Linked DNA regions of Mus musculus: region 2 is linked to region 1. Evidence: chromatin contacts called from public HiChIP or PLAC-seq data. All regions are on one chromosome and are shown on one strand. The core of a region is the stretch at or near the end of the contact, and the rest is flanking DNA. Distances in the headings are between cores, read along the strand shown.

Region 1 (7,236 bases), core at 2,356-4,855:
ACTGTCAATCATTTTCTAAGACAGGGTTTCTCTGTGTAGCCCTGACTGTCCTGGAACTAGAGCTGTAGATCAGGCTGGCTTGGAACTCACAGAGATCCTCCAGCCTCTGCCTCCTGAGTGTTGGGATTAAAGACATGTACCACCAATATGCTGGCCATTTAATTAAAAAACAAAGCAAGACTATTTTTTTTCTTTTGAGGCTGGAGGGGGACTGAACTTGGGTTGTCAGTCTTACCAAGCAAGGGTTTTTCATCCCTTGAGCCATCCTTCCTTTTTTGAGACAGGGTCTCTCACTCTACCTGGTGCTCACAGATTCAGCCAGGCTGGCTGGAGAGTGAGCTCCAGGGATCCTGCTGTGTCTGCCTCCCTCCCAGTTCAGTTACAGACATGCTTCACCATGCCGGGTTTTCACATGAGTGTGTGTAGGACCTGAACTTGGGTCCTCAGGCTTGAACTTTACACACTGAACCATCTCTCTAGACTCACCTGGATATGTTTTAATGCCACAATGGCTCACATCACAAGCTCGTGGAGCAAATGAACACTATTGGCAGGTCAGGAGTACATGAGAGCAGAGTCCAGAATTAGACATTTTAGCAGCAGCTGTGCCCCAGGTCTTAGGCACCCCAGAGATGTGGAGAATCCAATTATTGATGTCTCAGTGAATGGAGCGGTGTTCCAGGAAAGGGAGCAGCATTGCACAGCAGCATGAATGGAGGGAAAACTTTTCCTTCTGTTTAAGACAGGGCCTCAGGTAGCCCAGGCTGGCTTCAAATCCCTCAATAGATAGCCAAGGCTGGCCTTAAACTCCAGATCCTCCTGCTTCCTCCTACCAAGTGCTGGAGTTAGATGTGTGTGTCCTGCCACGCCCAGCAGAAGGTCTCCAACCCCTCTTTTCTCACACAGACAGTGAACTAGCCTACAAGGCAGCGGACCCACCCCCTTCTTACCTCCCTGTCAGCCCCATCTACATCCAGTCCTGATCATGTCTCCCAGAAGGAAGCAAGGTAGTCTCCTCTGCCCAGGTGTACCAGCCCTACCTACACCTCATCATGTGGAGGCCAAAGTCTCTCCAATCTGAGCAGCTGCAGGAGCACCCCTACCCCGCCCAGCTGAGTCAGACATGGCAGTGCCATGCAGAGGTGTGGCCTTGACAATCGGGTCTGGCAGGGACCTGGGTGGTGCTGGGCACGATCTTAACCCGAAGGGATCTTTGAAACCACCCTTTCTGAAACCAGCGCCACTCTGAAAGTCCCCTGGCTGGGGTTAGGCTCCTATTAGCTTCTCCAGGGAATCAGGGCTCTGGAGGCCTGCTCCCCCTACACAGATTCATGCGTTGTGCTGTGACTCACCAGAAGCCCTCACTGAGCAGAAGAGAAAAATCAAGGCTCCGAGAGGTTGAGAAATTGATCTATAGGTCACACAGCCAGGCCTGGATTGGAACCCAACATCTTTCTTTTGGGGGTGTGCATCAAGCTCTTTGTGTCCAATTTTTAATCTGACACAGATACATTGAGTCCAGACCTTAACTCTGATATGGATACATTTTAAATCTGACATGGATACATTATGTAAGTAGGGCAAGTCTTGGGGTTTCTCAAGTAAAAGAGAGCATGCTAGCTAGCACTCACAAGCAGAGGGTAGGGGATGAACCCACAGTCAGTGAAAGGTCCTGGAATAAGCGTAGGCCACATCCTAGTGTTTCAAAGGAATATTTAGGGGTCGGAAGCAGGAGGACAGTTGGGCTGAAGTCCAAGAGGGAGGCTATGAGGACAGAGTGGTAACAGGGCAGTTTATGCAAGGCCTGGAGGGATGGACTATGACCCAAGTGAGGTGGGCCACGGAGGCTCTGCACAAGGAAGGATAGGTGAGACACAGATGCCGCCAAGACAGTGCACAATGGAAGCATCAGGAAGGATCCAGCTCCATGTTCCCTACCTGGCCTCAGAGGAAGAGGCAGGGACCTGAGTAACACTGAGTGTGGCCCAGCACAGTCGTGGGTGGAGTTATATTCTGCATCTCCCAGGCAGAAGCCACTGGACCACGCTGAGTAGGTGCGTGGGCTCCTGACAGCTGTGTACACAGATCAAGAGCAGATGGATACCTAGGGGGTTCCCCTACCATCTAGGTCTCCTTCCTGTGCCTTCAGAAGCTGATACAGATTTGCTGGGCAACTGGGGCAAGTCACCCTGCCCTCTGGCTCCAATTTCATCCTCTGTAGATGGGGCTCCTGCTAGCATCCATCCATAGGTGGGATAACGAGCAGCACTCAAAAAAGCTCTGAGGCAGACATGTCCTGTGCTGCACAGCTGCCTACCCTACCAAGACTGTTTTGACCGTGACTGCTCAGAGGGCTGAAGCTACTCAGGAGAAGGTGTGGAGGCAGCAGACAATTGGCATATCCAAAGATGAGCCAGGACTGAAAAAATTCTAGGAAACTGTTATTGGGAAAGGAGCTGTTGGGAAGATATTTAAGGCCACAAATTAATGAAGACATCCTACAACTTCAGGTAATCAGAAACTTCCGGACTGGCTCGCTCAGGTATCGATACTGGCTTTCTGAGTCACACCTCCTAGAGTGACACCCCTGAGCTTAGCTGGACTCATCCACCTCTCTACTGCAACCCAGAGACTGGCAGGAAGTCCCTTGAGCACCTTTTGAGGCCTACTATGTAAAAGCCTCCACACTGCTAGGCTTCAGTTAACCCACTTGTCAGTAGTGGAAAACAACAGTTCTTCCCACCTATGTCCATTGAGCGACTATAAACAAAACCTTAGTAATTATTGTGTGACATTGATGTTGTTTTTTAGGCAGCGTGCCTCCGGGACTAGTGAGGACCTAACTTTTTTGTTTGTTTGTTTGTTTTGTTTTGTGTTGTTTTTTCGAGACAGGGTTTCTCTGTGTAGCCCTGGCTGTCTTGGAACTCACTCTGTAGACCAGGCTGGCCTCGAACTCAGAAATTAGCCTGCCTCTGCCTCCTAAGTGCTGGGATTAAAGGCATGAGCCACCACTGCCCGGCTGACCTAACAGGTTTTGATGTTCCGTATTTTTTCTTCCCAGCCCAACAGAAGACTCAGTTTCCCCATCTTGACCCCAGTGGGAGGGGAACACTCCCTTCCATGCCCTGCCCCTGCTCCACACCCACCCCATGCCCTGCTCTGCCTGGTCCCCAGCTCCCTAGCCCATCGCAGAGATGAGCCACTCACAACGTCCCGCCCATCAAGGACCGTCCCTCATAAGCCACGCCCACAAAGATCCTCATCTCTCCAGCCTTGTCCCGGTCCCTATCCTAGAGCAGCGACATCCCAGATCACAGCCTGCTCCATCCTCCTGTCAGCGCTGTCTCCTCCCCATCCCCAGTATTTCTGTCCCACTCTCAATGCTGGCCCCACGGCATCCCAGAAAAGGCTCCGCCCTATCTAGGGAAAGCCCCGCCCCCTCCAGAGAAGGCTCCTCCCCATCCTAGAGTTGGCCCGGCCTCGCCACCACGCCCCGAGAAGACCCCGCGTCATTCCCGTCTTGGTTCCGCGGCTGGGGCGGGTCGAAGTGCAGGCCCCGCCCCATCAGCACAGGCCCCGCCTCTCCCGCGCGCCTGCTCCGCCCAGCCCGGCTGCCCAGACTCGGGAGGCTGCGGCGGGACGCGGGGCGTCATGGCGGCCTCGGAGCGCCGCGCCTTCGCTCACAAGATCAACAGGTAGTGAGAGCGGCCGCGGTCACGGCCACTCTGGGCGGGACGGGCGAGTGCTGGAGATGGCGGGCAGCGGGGGCGTGCCGGGCTCCCCGAGGACTTCCCGGAGGAGGAAGCGCATCCCGGGTCCGTGCGGGCCGGGCTCCGAGAGTGCTAGGCTGCATTCGGACCCTCTTGCCGTCCTTCCCTTCACCAGCCTGGGGAAATTCGCACCCCTCCCCCGCCCAGGGTCCCGGGACCCAGCTGTCTGGAGCTGGGGACAGCTGGGGATAGCCCCTCAGTCTCCTGCCCCAGCCTCTCCCAGCACCGGCTGGGCGTGGGAGGGGGCCGAGGGGGCTGGGGACTGAACCAGCTGGTGGGCAGACAGGGGAGGGACAGGCAACAGATGCTGGGGGATCCCCTTCCATGGACACTGGATTGTGAGAGAGGCTCAAATCTGGGGTAGGTTAGAAATCATCCCAGGTAAATCATCCCAGGTATCCGATCCTCTGGAGACCTGTCTGACCACCTTAGGTGAGAGAAGCCACTCTGTGGGTCCCACCCTGATGGAGACACAAGAAAGTTGCCCCATTCTTGGATTTCGCTCTGGTGGGACAAACATAGATGTGTCCGTGGTATGGTGTGGATGCATAAGACAGGAAAGGGAGGATAGGGTCTCAATGGTAGGCCAGGTAGAGTTAAGCACAGACCTAAAGGAGCGAAGGAAGAGATCTGCCCATCATCCAGGAAAGAAGCAAATGCAAAGGCCCTGGGGCCACAGAGGGACCAATAGGAATAGATTTTATAGGGCCTACGCCTTGTAGGCCAGAAGGACTTTGACTGTGACCCCAAGTGAAGTGAGAGCCACAGAGAGTTCTGGATAGAGGAGGGTTGTGATCTGGGGCAGAGCAGTTGGGCAGTTTTCTGTTTGTTGTCTTGCCTCCTAAGTCCTTATGCCTTTAGCTCAGGTGGGAAAGATGTGCAGAATGATCCTGGGCCTTGATGTAGTGAGGGAGCCCAAGATTTCCCAAGCAGCCTGGTAGATAAATAGATGCTTCTGCACATTCACCTACCTATTGAGTTCTCCCACAACCCCAGATGAACCTGCAACTGAATGGAGTCTTGGTTTTACTTTGTTGTGTTTTGTTAGTCTGGGATGGGGTCACGTAGCCCATGCTGACCTCAGATGCACTATGTAGCCAAGACCGGCCATGAACTCCTGGCCCCCCCTGCCACACTCAGTTTCCATGGTAACCACATCTACAGCACCTTGCTTTTGTGTTTGCTTTATTTTGAGAAAGGTTCTCACCCTATCCTAGCATTCACTTACTGTGTGTACATGTGTATACCACTCTCGTTGTGTGTGTGTGTGTGTGTGTGTGTGTGACAGGATGCTTGTAGGAAGGAGCCTTTTCTTTCCACTTGGTTTCCTGGGATTATACTCAGGAGGCTCAGCAGCAAGTTGCTCCTGAGCCATCTTGCCAGCCTCCCTCTATTTTCATTTTTGAGGCAGGCTCACTCAACTGGGATCTGGAGCTCCAGATAAACTGGTCAGGGAACTGGCCCTGGGGATCCTCTTGTCTCTGCTCCCTGTTATATGAGTTCTGAGTCTGGCTTTTTTTTCTTTTTAAAGTTTTGCTTATTTTATGTATGTACACTATCTTCAGACACATCAGAAGAGGATATTTGATCCCATTACAGATGGTTGTGAGCCACCATGTGGTTGCTGGGAATTGAACCTAGGACCTCTGGAAGATCAGTCAGTGCTCTAAACCAAACCGCTGGAGCCATCTCTCCAGCCCCTGTGTCTGGCTTGTCATCTTCCCTGTTATAACGATAGGCCCAGTAACCCTTGCCAGCCTGGGAGGAGCACCACAGTTGCTACAGTGTCTCTTGTTGCACTTGCAGCCTGATTTCTAAAACCCAGTCAATTCAATTCAGTGTGGTACTGCTTTTAAAAAACGACACTTATTCTTGCATGATGTGTGTGTGTGTGTGTGTGTGTGTGTGTGTGTGTACACACGTGTCACAGCACAGGTGAGAGGTTGGAGGTCAACTTGAGGGTGGTGATCGATCCCTCCCCCTTTGCATAGGTCAAATTCAGGTCATTACACTTGGTGGCAAATGCCCTTGCCTGCAGAGCCATTTTGCAGACTATCTCTGTTCTTAGCAATGTCTTCTGCCAGCAATGGTGGCAAATGCCTTTAATCCCAGCACTTGGGAGGCACAGGCAAAGTGGATCTGTGAGTTTGAGGTCAGCCTGGTCTACAGGTCACATTCCAGGATGGCCAGGGCTACACAGAGGACCCCCCAGGGGTCTGGGGGAAGGTCTTCTACCAGGACACCTAAAACAGTTAGACTTGGGGGTGAACTATGGAGGTGGCTCAGCATAATGATGCATGCCTGGTTGTGAACACAAGCCCAGCCTGGTTACAATGTGAAACTGGGGCCAGCCTAGACTGTACAAGACTGTCTCAAAAGATGTTTTGGAGGTTAGGAAGATAATGAAGTCAGTAAACAACCATGCAAGCATGAGGCCCTGAGTTCAGTGTCTGACATCCGAGTACAAAATAGCTGGGACTAGCGGTAACCTTGGGGCTCTGGGAGCATGGAGAACAGTGGCTTCCGGGAGCTGAGGCTGGAGAATGGTGGCTTCCGGGAGCTCACTGTCCTGTCCTGATGGAGAGCCCCAGGCCAGTCTCAGACAGTAAGATGAATGGTTCCTGAGGACACATGAAGTTGACCTCTGACCTCCATCTGTATGTAGGCTTGCTCTCTCTCTCTCTCTCTCTCTCTCTCTCTCTCTCTCTCTCTCTCTCCCCTCTCCATGCACTTCTACCCAGTTACTCCCTAGTTGGGGCATAAGGCCACTGTAGGAATTTAGAACACGGCAGTGTCCCACCCTCTCTAGCCTTTTCTCCGGACAAAGAGACCAGCTGGGCTGGGGCCACAGCCTCGCCCTTATTCTGGCATCTTTTTTTTTGTTTTTTTTGTTTTTTTGTTTTTTTTTTGGTTTGGTTTTTGTTTTTTTTTTCCGAGGCAGGGTTTCTCTGTGTAGCCCTGGCTGTCCTAGAACTCACTCTGTAGACCAGGCTGGCCTCCAACTCAGAAATCTGCCTGCCTCTGCCTCCCAAGTGCTGGGATTAAAGGCATATGCCACCACTGCCCAGCTACCAGGCATCTTTTAAAAAATAATAATGCGGGGGCTGGCAAGATGGCTCAGTGGTTAAGAGCGCCAACTGCTCTTCCAAAGGTCCTGAGTTCAAATCCCAGCAACCACATGGTGGCTCACAACCATCTGTAATGAAATCTGATGCCCTCTTCTGGAGTATCTGAGGACAGCTACAGTGTACTTACATATAATAAATAAATAAATCTTAAAAAAAATAATAATGCCATGGGCTCTGAGTGCCTCAGGCTTCAGGGAAGTCTGCCTGAAGGTTTGATTTTGAGCACAGAGCCTTCATTTTCACTTTAATGTCACTGGGGCTGGAGAGGTGACTCAAGGTTAGGTAAGCTGACCCAGGTTGGGTTCCCATCACCCACATGGTGGCTCACAGTCATCCAT
Region 2 (7,236 bases), core at 2,865-5,364, 49 kb before region 1:
TAATAATAATAATAATAATAATAAAGACAAGATCCAGACCACAATGCTCCTGTCCACAGTTACAGTTTGTGCTCAGCTATATGGACTCAAATTCTTGGTTTGAAACCATGGAATTTCTTCTTCTGTCCCTTTGCTATTTTGGGCCTACCTACCTAGGCCATAAGTACCATGTCGTCTATATCCATATTACCCGATCTAAGGTGGGTTTGTTTGTTTGTTTGTTTGTTTGTTTGAATGGGTGAAACTGCCCACATTTAATCTGTATTATATGGATCCCTGACAATGACTGGACTCACTTCACCATGGAGCTGAGCTCATAAGCAGAAACTGACCATGTGTTTTGTTAATGTCACCATAAAAAAGACGGTGTACGTCACCCGACTTCACCACCATCTTGGTTAAGCTGACACTTAACGGGATTTTTCTGTGTAGCCCTGGCTGTCCTGAAACTTGCTCTATAGACCAGGCTGGCCTCGAACTCGGAGATCCTCTTGTCCCTCCCTCCCGAGTGCTGAGCAAAGGCGGGCACCAGCACAGCCCAGTTCCAACCGGTTCACAGTTTCCTTAGCTGAGTTCTGATGGATGCTGTACGCATCAGTTTATCAGCTTGATGCTGCTGGGCTGTGTCTGTTGCTCCTTTGATTCTGCTCCCCACACTCATTCAAAACCAAAAGCATAGTTATGGTAGTGTCTCCATGTACCGAAAAAGACTGTCTTATGGTTTCTATAAGATTTACCCAGGAACTTTCAAAGCCTTGTTTAGCAGTGTGCACACAGATGTTTGTTTAGCAGTGTGCACACAGATGTTTGTTTAGCAGTGTGCACACAGATGTTTAGCAGTGTGCACACAGATGTTTAGCAGTGTGCACACAGATGTTTAGCAGTGTGCACACAGATGATACTAACTTGGTGCACTATCTTATGCATGCAATTGCTGTCCAGCTGTCTTTTATTAAAGTGGTCTTGTGCCGGCCATGGTGCCTACATCTTTTATCTCACTCCGCTAATACAATCTCTAATGGAGTTTGATTTGGACATTTTAAAGTACTTTCCAGACACTAAGAGCTTACTTTCCTCCCTACATCTGAAACTTAGTCTATCTAAACGACCCTCTGGAAGAGGACCCCAGAACTGTTTGACTGAACACCCCAAAATCATCCTGAACAAAACAAATTGGACATCGCCCCAATTCCGTACTGGTATTTAGGGTTAGCTTCTCAGAGGAAAGAGGGATGGTAGAAAAGGAAATAGAAGCTGGCTAGGCAGTTTAGGGTAAAAAGATTCCCAAAGAAATGCCAGGCAGTGGTGATGCATGCCTTTAATCCCAGCACTTGGTAGGTAGAGGCAGGTGGATTTCTGAGTTCGAGGCCAGCCTGGTCTACAGAGTGAGTTCCAGGACAGCCAGGGCTACACAGAGAAACCCTGTCTCAAAAAACCAACAACAACAACAAAAGATTCCCAAAGAAAAGTGACCAGTTTCTTCCTTGACTAAAAGCCAGAAATGTCCTCAGGACTCTTGGCAATGTAACTGACTTCATGATGGAAGCTCCGCTCAGGCCAGAAAACTCAGCACTCGGACAGCACCACCTGCTAAAACAAAAACACAGACCCAACCATCAAAGCCCAGAATTCTAGAAAAGTCTCTAAATGTACAAACCCTTGCCTTTGGGCTTCCGTAGTTCTGCTTCTGGTTAACTGTTCTTGTTAACTGAGTATAGCAACCAGAATATGGTTTTTATGGTTAAAAGCTCACCCTGAAAAAGGTTCGTGGCTACACAAGGATCCTGAACACCCAGTGTAGTCCCTGGCCAGCTAGTAAAGACTTCCGCCTGCTTAAACCCACTTTGCAGTCTTCTCTGGTGGGTGCCTTACAACCGCAGCTTCATCCTTGACAGAGGCCAAAGATGCCAAATGTGTTTTGGGAGCTCTTAGCACTGATCTGGTTCCTAAATGATTCTAGGGTTACCTTTTGTGAGGCAGAAAGCTAATAGCAGTTTTGTTTAGAGAAAAGGCCTTGTTAAGAACCTCTGGCCTGTGTGCTGACCTAACATTCCATTGGGGCAGGGTCTCACTCTTGTAGCCCTTAAAAATTCTAAAATCCACACCACAAGGGGCTGGAGAGGTGGCTCTGTGATTAAGAGCACTGGCTACTCTTGCAGAGGTTTGATTCCCAGCATCCACATGGTGGTTCACAACCACCAGTAACGCCAGTCCCAGGGGATCTGATGCCCTCTTCTGACTTCCATGAATACCATGCATAGACACAGTGTACAGACATACATTCAGGCAAACACCCATAAGCAAAGTGAATAAATAAATCCCCAAACCCAGAACCCACTGGGCTTGTGCCCCGGCTCCCCTCCCCCCCTTGCAGCTTTGCACTTTGTTAGTTGGGCGGGGGGAGGGATGGGAACAGGGAGAGTAAAGAGACAAAAGGCAGGAAAGGAACCAAATCTGACCTCAAGGATGAGACTTTATTTCAAACCTGGAAAGACAGAGGACTAGGCATTCTCCCGCAGGATGGAGGTCCTGCAAGTTGGGAAAGCTGGCTGGGAGCTCATTAAGAGGTGGGTGTGCTGGCCTGTGGTCTCTCCTTCCTCAGATTATTTGCTCGAGGTGAGACAGGCTGTCTCAGAAGACATTTCTCTCTGAGCTGACTGGTAATGGTTGAGCAAGGCCAGCTGTAACCTCGTGGGGATTCTGTTTTTACAATCAAGGTACTCTATCACACTCTACACACCACAAATAAATAAAGAAGATTATGTTTTTACAAACAATTGTGAGGTGAGTGACGTAGTCCTGGGACAAGGTGACAACTTGATTTCACTCTGAAATCAGTTGGATTGGATCTCCTTTTTGGTATTTCCTTCTGTAGAATATATTCCCCATAAAAGTGAGAGGATGTCAGAACCAAGTGAGTGCCCGGCCTGGTGTTGAACCTGGGAGACAGAGTCAGGTGGATGTCTGTGAGTTTGAGGACAGCCTGGGCTACACAGTAGCCTGTCTCAAACCAAACAAACAAACAAACAGGCAAAACAACAACAACAACCAAAATCAAACAACAGTAATAAAAACAAAACAAAACGAAACAAAACAACCAACCAACAAACCAAACCTACCTTGACAGACTGCAAGTGATGCTGTAAAGACGCCAGGCCTTTTGAAGACAGAAAGCCTTTGTTGGTGAGTACAGAGGGAGAAAGGGAGAGTGCCTGGTGCCTTTGTTTTGCCACAGGAGGAGTGACCTCAATGTAACTTTAAAGATGTTTAACCATAGAGGGGCATTCTGACACACCAGGAGTTAGGCACAAGGAAGCACCATGACTCCCTGCCTGAATTAGATCAATCTTTTAAAAGCACCCACCCTCAGGTATTTCATTATTACAAAACCTAGACTCACACACACACTGTTACACTTAGCTGTTTCAAGTTCATATCATCGCCAGGAATGCAAAACCAAAACCAAGAAAGACAAAGGGACAGATAGCGTTTTGCTAGTATTTTATTATCAATTCCTCCCCAAAGAGCAGTGAGTGCCCCAGAGAAATAAAAGAGGAGACTCAGTCCCCAGCAGCCAGGTGGACTGTGGCCTGCCTTTTGCCAGATTTTGTCAGCCCGGCTTGATGAACAGCAGTAAAGGTGGCAAGAATTCCCGGCAGCTGCGGGGAGGGATATCCAAAGCAAAACCAAGCTGGATGGAGCTACCAAGGTGGCTCTGTGGATAAAGGCGCTTTGCTGCCAAACCTGATGACCTGAGTTCAATCCCTGAGACCCACAAGGTGGGATTCCCGCATGTTGTTCTCACAGTGCCCGCCTCCCCACACAAATATTTTTAAAGTTATTTTACAGATTTGTTTTTATGTGTATGAGTGTTTTGTCTGATTGTATATATGTGCACCATGAGTGCAGCCAGGGTCAAAAGAGGGCGTCGGACCCCCGGAAACTAGTGATGTGGCCCTCATCCGTGGTCATTGCTCTGAAGCTGGGAAGGAAAGAGGCAGAGAAGAGGCAGCTCTGTACGCTGAAACTTTTGGCTAATACTTAGACTAAGCCTCCATCTGAATCAATAACTCTTGCCTGGCGCTTTGCCCCCGCTCAAGGACTACATTTCCCAGAATCCCATACAATGACTTCCTATAAAGCTGTACCAATAGAAGGCAGTGTTCGCTAACTTCCGGTAATGGTTACAAAATGGAAGCATGAATGGGAGAAGCATGTACCGAGAGGAAAATCTTGGAACCACTGTTCTCAACCCTAGTCTTCAGCTCTGCGGTTACAGCTGGGGAACGATGTGTTTTCCTGTGTTAAATCTGTTATTTTATTATTTTAGGCAGGGTCTCATTGTGTGTCCAGGCTGTTCTGAAATTTACTATGTAGTCCAGGAGGTCCTTAGAACTCAAGAGATCTGCTTGTCTTCCGCCTCCCAAATAGGCCACTAGGCCAGACTGATTTTGTTTTTAGATAGAGTCTTGTAACCCAAGCTGTCAAACTCGTGATTTTCCTGCCTCCCCTCCCAAATCCTAGGATTACTGGTGTATTCCACCATATTTGGGTTTTGATCACATTTTCTTTTAAAAATATTTCTTTCCTGTATGTGAGCATGTGAATTTGCACGTCTCCTGGTATGAGTGTAGACAGAGGTCAGAGAACAACTTTGACATTCAGTTCTTTCTACCATGTGGATTCAGGGACTCGAATTCAGGCCATTTGGCTTGGCAACAAGCACCATTGCTAGCTAAACCATCTTGCTGGCCCTCTGTTGTGTGTGTGTGGTGTGTGTGCAAGCATCGGGAATGCATGTTTGTACATGTAAATACGGAGGTCAGACACTGATGCTTGGAGTCTTTGTTTAGTTTACACATTTAACTTTTAAATTATTTCATTTATTCACTAGGGGTTGGGGGATGCGGGTAAGCCACAACTCAGATGTGGAGGTCTGAGACAACATGTTGATGGTACGTCTATCTTATGGGTTCTAGGTATCCCAAATCAGATCTCCATGCTTGTAGTGCAAGCACGTTACAGCCTCGGAACTTGAATTTTGTTGATACTGTTGTTGGGTGGTTTTACTTTTTAAGACAGGGTCTCTATGTAGTCCTGGCTGTTCTAAAACTCACTATGTAGACCAAGTTGGCCTTGAACTCAGAGACCTACCTGCCACCAACATGTGCCTGTGTGTCCTTGTGCTGGGATTACAGGACCTGCCACCACAGTGGGCTTAGATGAGAAATTGATTTTCAGAAGGAAAGCCTGTGATTTTGTTTAAAAGTTAGAGCTGGGCGTAGTGGTGACAGCCTTTATTCTCAGCACTCAAGAGGCAGAAGTAGGTAGAGCTCTGTTAGTTCGAGGCCAGCCTGGTCTACATTGCTAGTTCTGAGGCAGCCTGCCTACACAGTGAGGTCCTGTCTCGAAACAAAAAAGTTGGAGGATATTCTAATATTTAGTACTCGATCCATATGAGCAGCACACCCCATAATTCATTGTCTTACAAGTCTAGGTAATGTTAAAAAAAAAAACAAAGCCAGATTTATTAAAAAGCAGTTTTCATGGCTGTTTGCTTGTGTGTATGGTGTGTGCACACCCTGTATGCCTGTGAGCAGAGGCAGGGGAGTGTCTTGCTCTACCATTCTCTGCCTTAGTTACTAGAAGGGAGTCTGACTGAATCTGGAGCTAGGCTGGCATCATCTTGAGGTCCTTGTGTGTCAAACACATCTCTCTGCCCTCCAGCAAAGCTGCCCCAACCTTAAGCAAAAATCTCTCACCAGAAACCAAAACAGATCCAGAGACATTCAGCTGCCAGAGCCATATCCAAAATAACCCCTGGCTGGGGATGGGGACATGGTGGGAGATTTATGTCTGTCATCCCAGCTCTTGGGGAGTGGAAACAGAAAGATGACGAGGCTCAAGGTCATCGCCAACTACATAGTGAGTATGAGGCCAGCCTGGGATACAGGAGACCCACCCCGGTCCCCAAGAGCAAGAGTTCTGACACCAGTTGTGGCAGCACACAACCAGTAATCTCTGTACTCAGGAGGGTAGAGCAGGATTGCCATGGGTTTGAGGCCAACCTGGGCTACATGTGGGGTTTCAGGGCTGACCTAATCTACAGAGTAAGACTGTCTCAAAAAGCAAAAAAGAAGGGCCTGAGGATGTGACTCGGTGGTCATTGCCCTTGCCCAGCGTGGGTAAAGCCTAGGCTCCGTCCCCAGCACCTGTCAGCTGCAGTGGCAGTGCAGGCCTGTGAGTCCAGTGCTGGGGAGGAGGCAGGAGAATCAGGGGGTCAGGATCATCCTGAGCTATGCAAGGAGTTGAAATCAGAAGGAAAAGGAGCCAGGTATGCGCCGTTACTCCCAACACTCAGGAGGCAAAGGCAGGTAAGATATCTGTGAGCTCAAGGCCAGCCAGGGATAAATAGTGAGACACTGTCGCTCAGAAAATTTAAAAATGGCTGCACAGAGTCGATGCACACCTTCAATCCCACCACTTTGGGAGGTGGAAGCAGGCAGATCTCTGAGTTCGAGGCCAGTCTGGTCTACAGAGTGAGTTCCAGGATAGCCAGGCTGAGAAACTCAGTCTCGGAAAAAAAGAAAAACAAACAAACAAAGATTTTCTGTGACAAATAAAAATCCCAATCTCTCCCTGAGCCCCACAGGTCACAAATGATCTGTGCCAACAACTCCCGTGCCCTCCTGGCTCACTCTTGTCTAGCCACATGACAAGGTGGCCATCAGGCCTGGCACAGGTTTGTTTTATTTTCGTGTGCTTGCCTACAATGGCCTGCATGCGTTCAGGAGCAGGTGCCTGAGCAATGCACCCCTGGAGCCCGAGCTGTGGGTGCTGATGACCCTCTGACCACCATGTCCAAGACAGATGTGTACTCACCTCCTCAGGCACTGGGCCACATGATGCCTCCACTAAGAAGCCTGCCTGGCTTCCTTCCTGCTCATGTTTCTTTACTTCACAGAAAATGTTTTAAGTTTCTTTTACTTTGTTTTGAGACAAGGTGTCATGTAGTCTGGCCTCAGACTCACTACATAACCAAGGATGATTTTGAACTCTGATCCTCCTCCACCTACAGAGTGCTGGAGCTATAAATGTGTGCCACTATGCTAGGTTGATGCGATGGGGGCTGGGGGAGTGGTTAGCCAGACTGAGCACACTGCGCAAGCCACCTACCAACTGAGCTACATCCTCTACTCATGACATCAAGTGTTTTGAGTTGAGACTTTTATTATT

The links. HiChIP or PLAC-seq counts read pairs in DNA pulled down with a chosen protein or histone mark.
Region 2: a contact with region 1 is called in an H3K4me3 HiChIP or PLAC-seq map of embryonic stem cells, with 33 read pairs. The contact joins the enhancer-like site here to the promoter of Dock6 in region 1. A contact is called at or near these places in 9 of 39 promoter capture datasets (the 3T3-L1 cell line, 3T3-L1-derived adipocytes, the HPC-7 cell line and 4 more), 2 of 484 Hi-C or Micro-C datasets (granulocyte-monocyte progenitors and granulosa cells), 5 of 115 datasets of contacts at active chromatin or transcription factors (the 3134 cell line, bone marrow-derived macrophages and embryonic stem cells) and 1 of 9 other capture datasets (adipose tissue).

The regions. Positions count from the first base shown.
Region 1 is chr9:21,849,004-21,856,239 of GRCm38.p6, reverse strand. Dock6 (dedicator of cytokinesis 6) reads left to right here and starts at 3,605. Exons shown (of 50, transcript NM_177030.3): 1 at 3,605-3,695. The coding sequence starts at 3,652.
Region 2 is chr9:21,898,554-21,905,789 of GRCm38.p6, reverse strand. No RefSeq gene overlaps it. Among named protein-coding and RNA genes, the nearest start is that of Rab3d, 16 kb to the left of the region's middle. Within about 2 kb of position 4,114, at least 92 of the 459 cell types and tissues checked have an H3K27ac peak or open chromatin away from gene starts, as enhancers often do. A contact at or near this core is called in the HPC-7 cell line, adipose tissue, bone marrow-derived macrophages and 3 more, where this site is marked.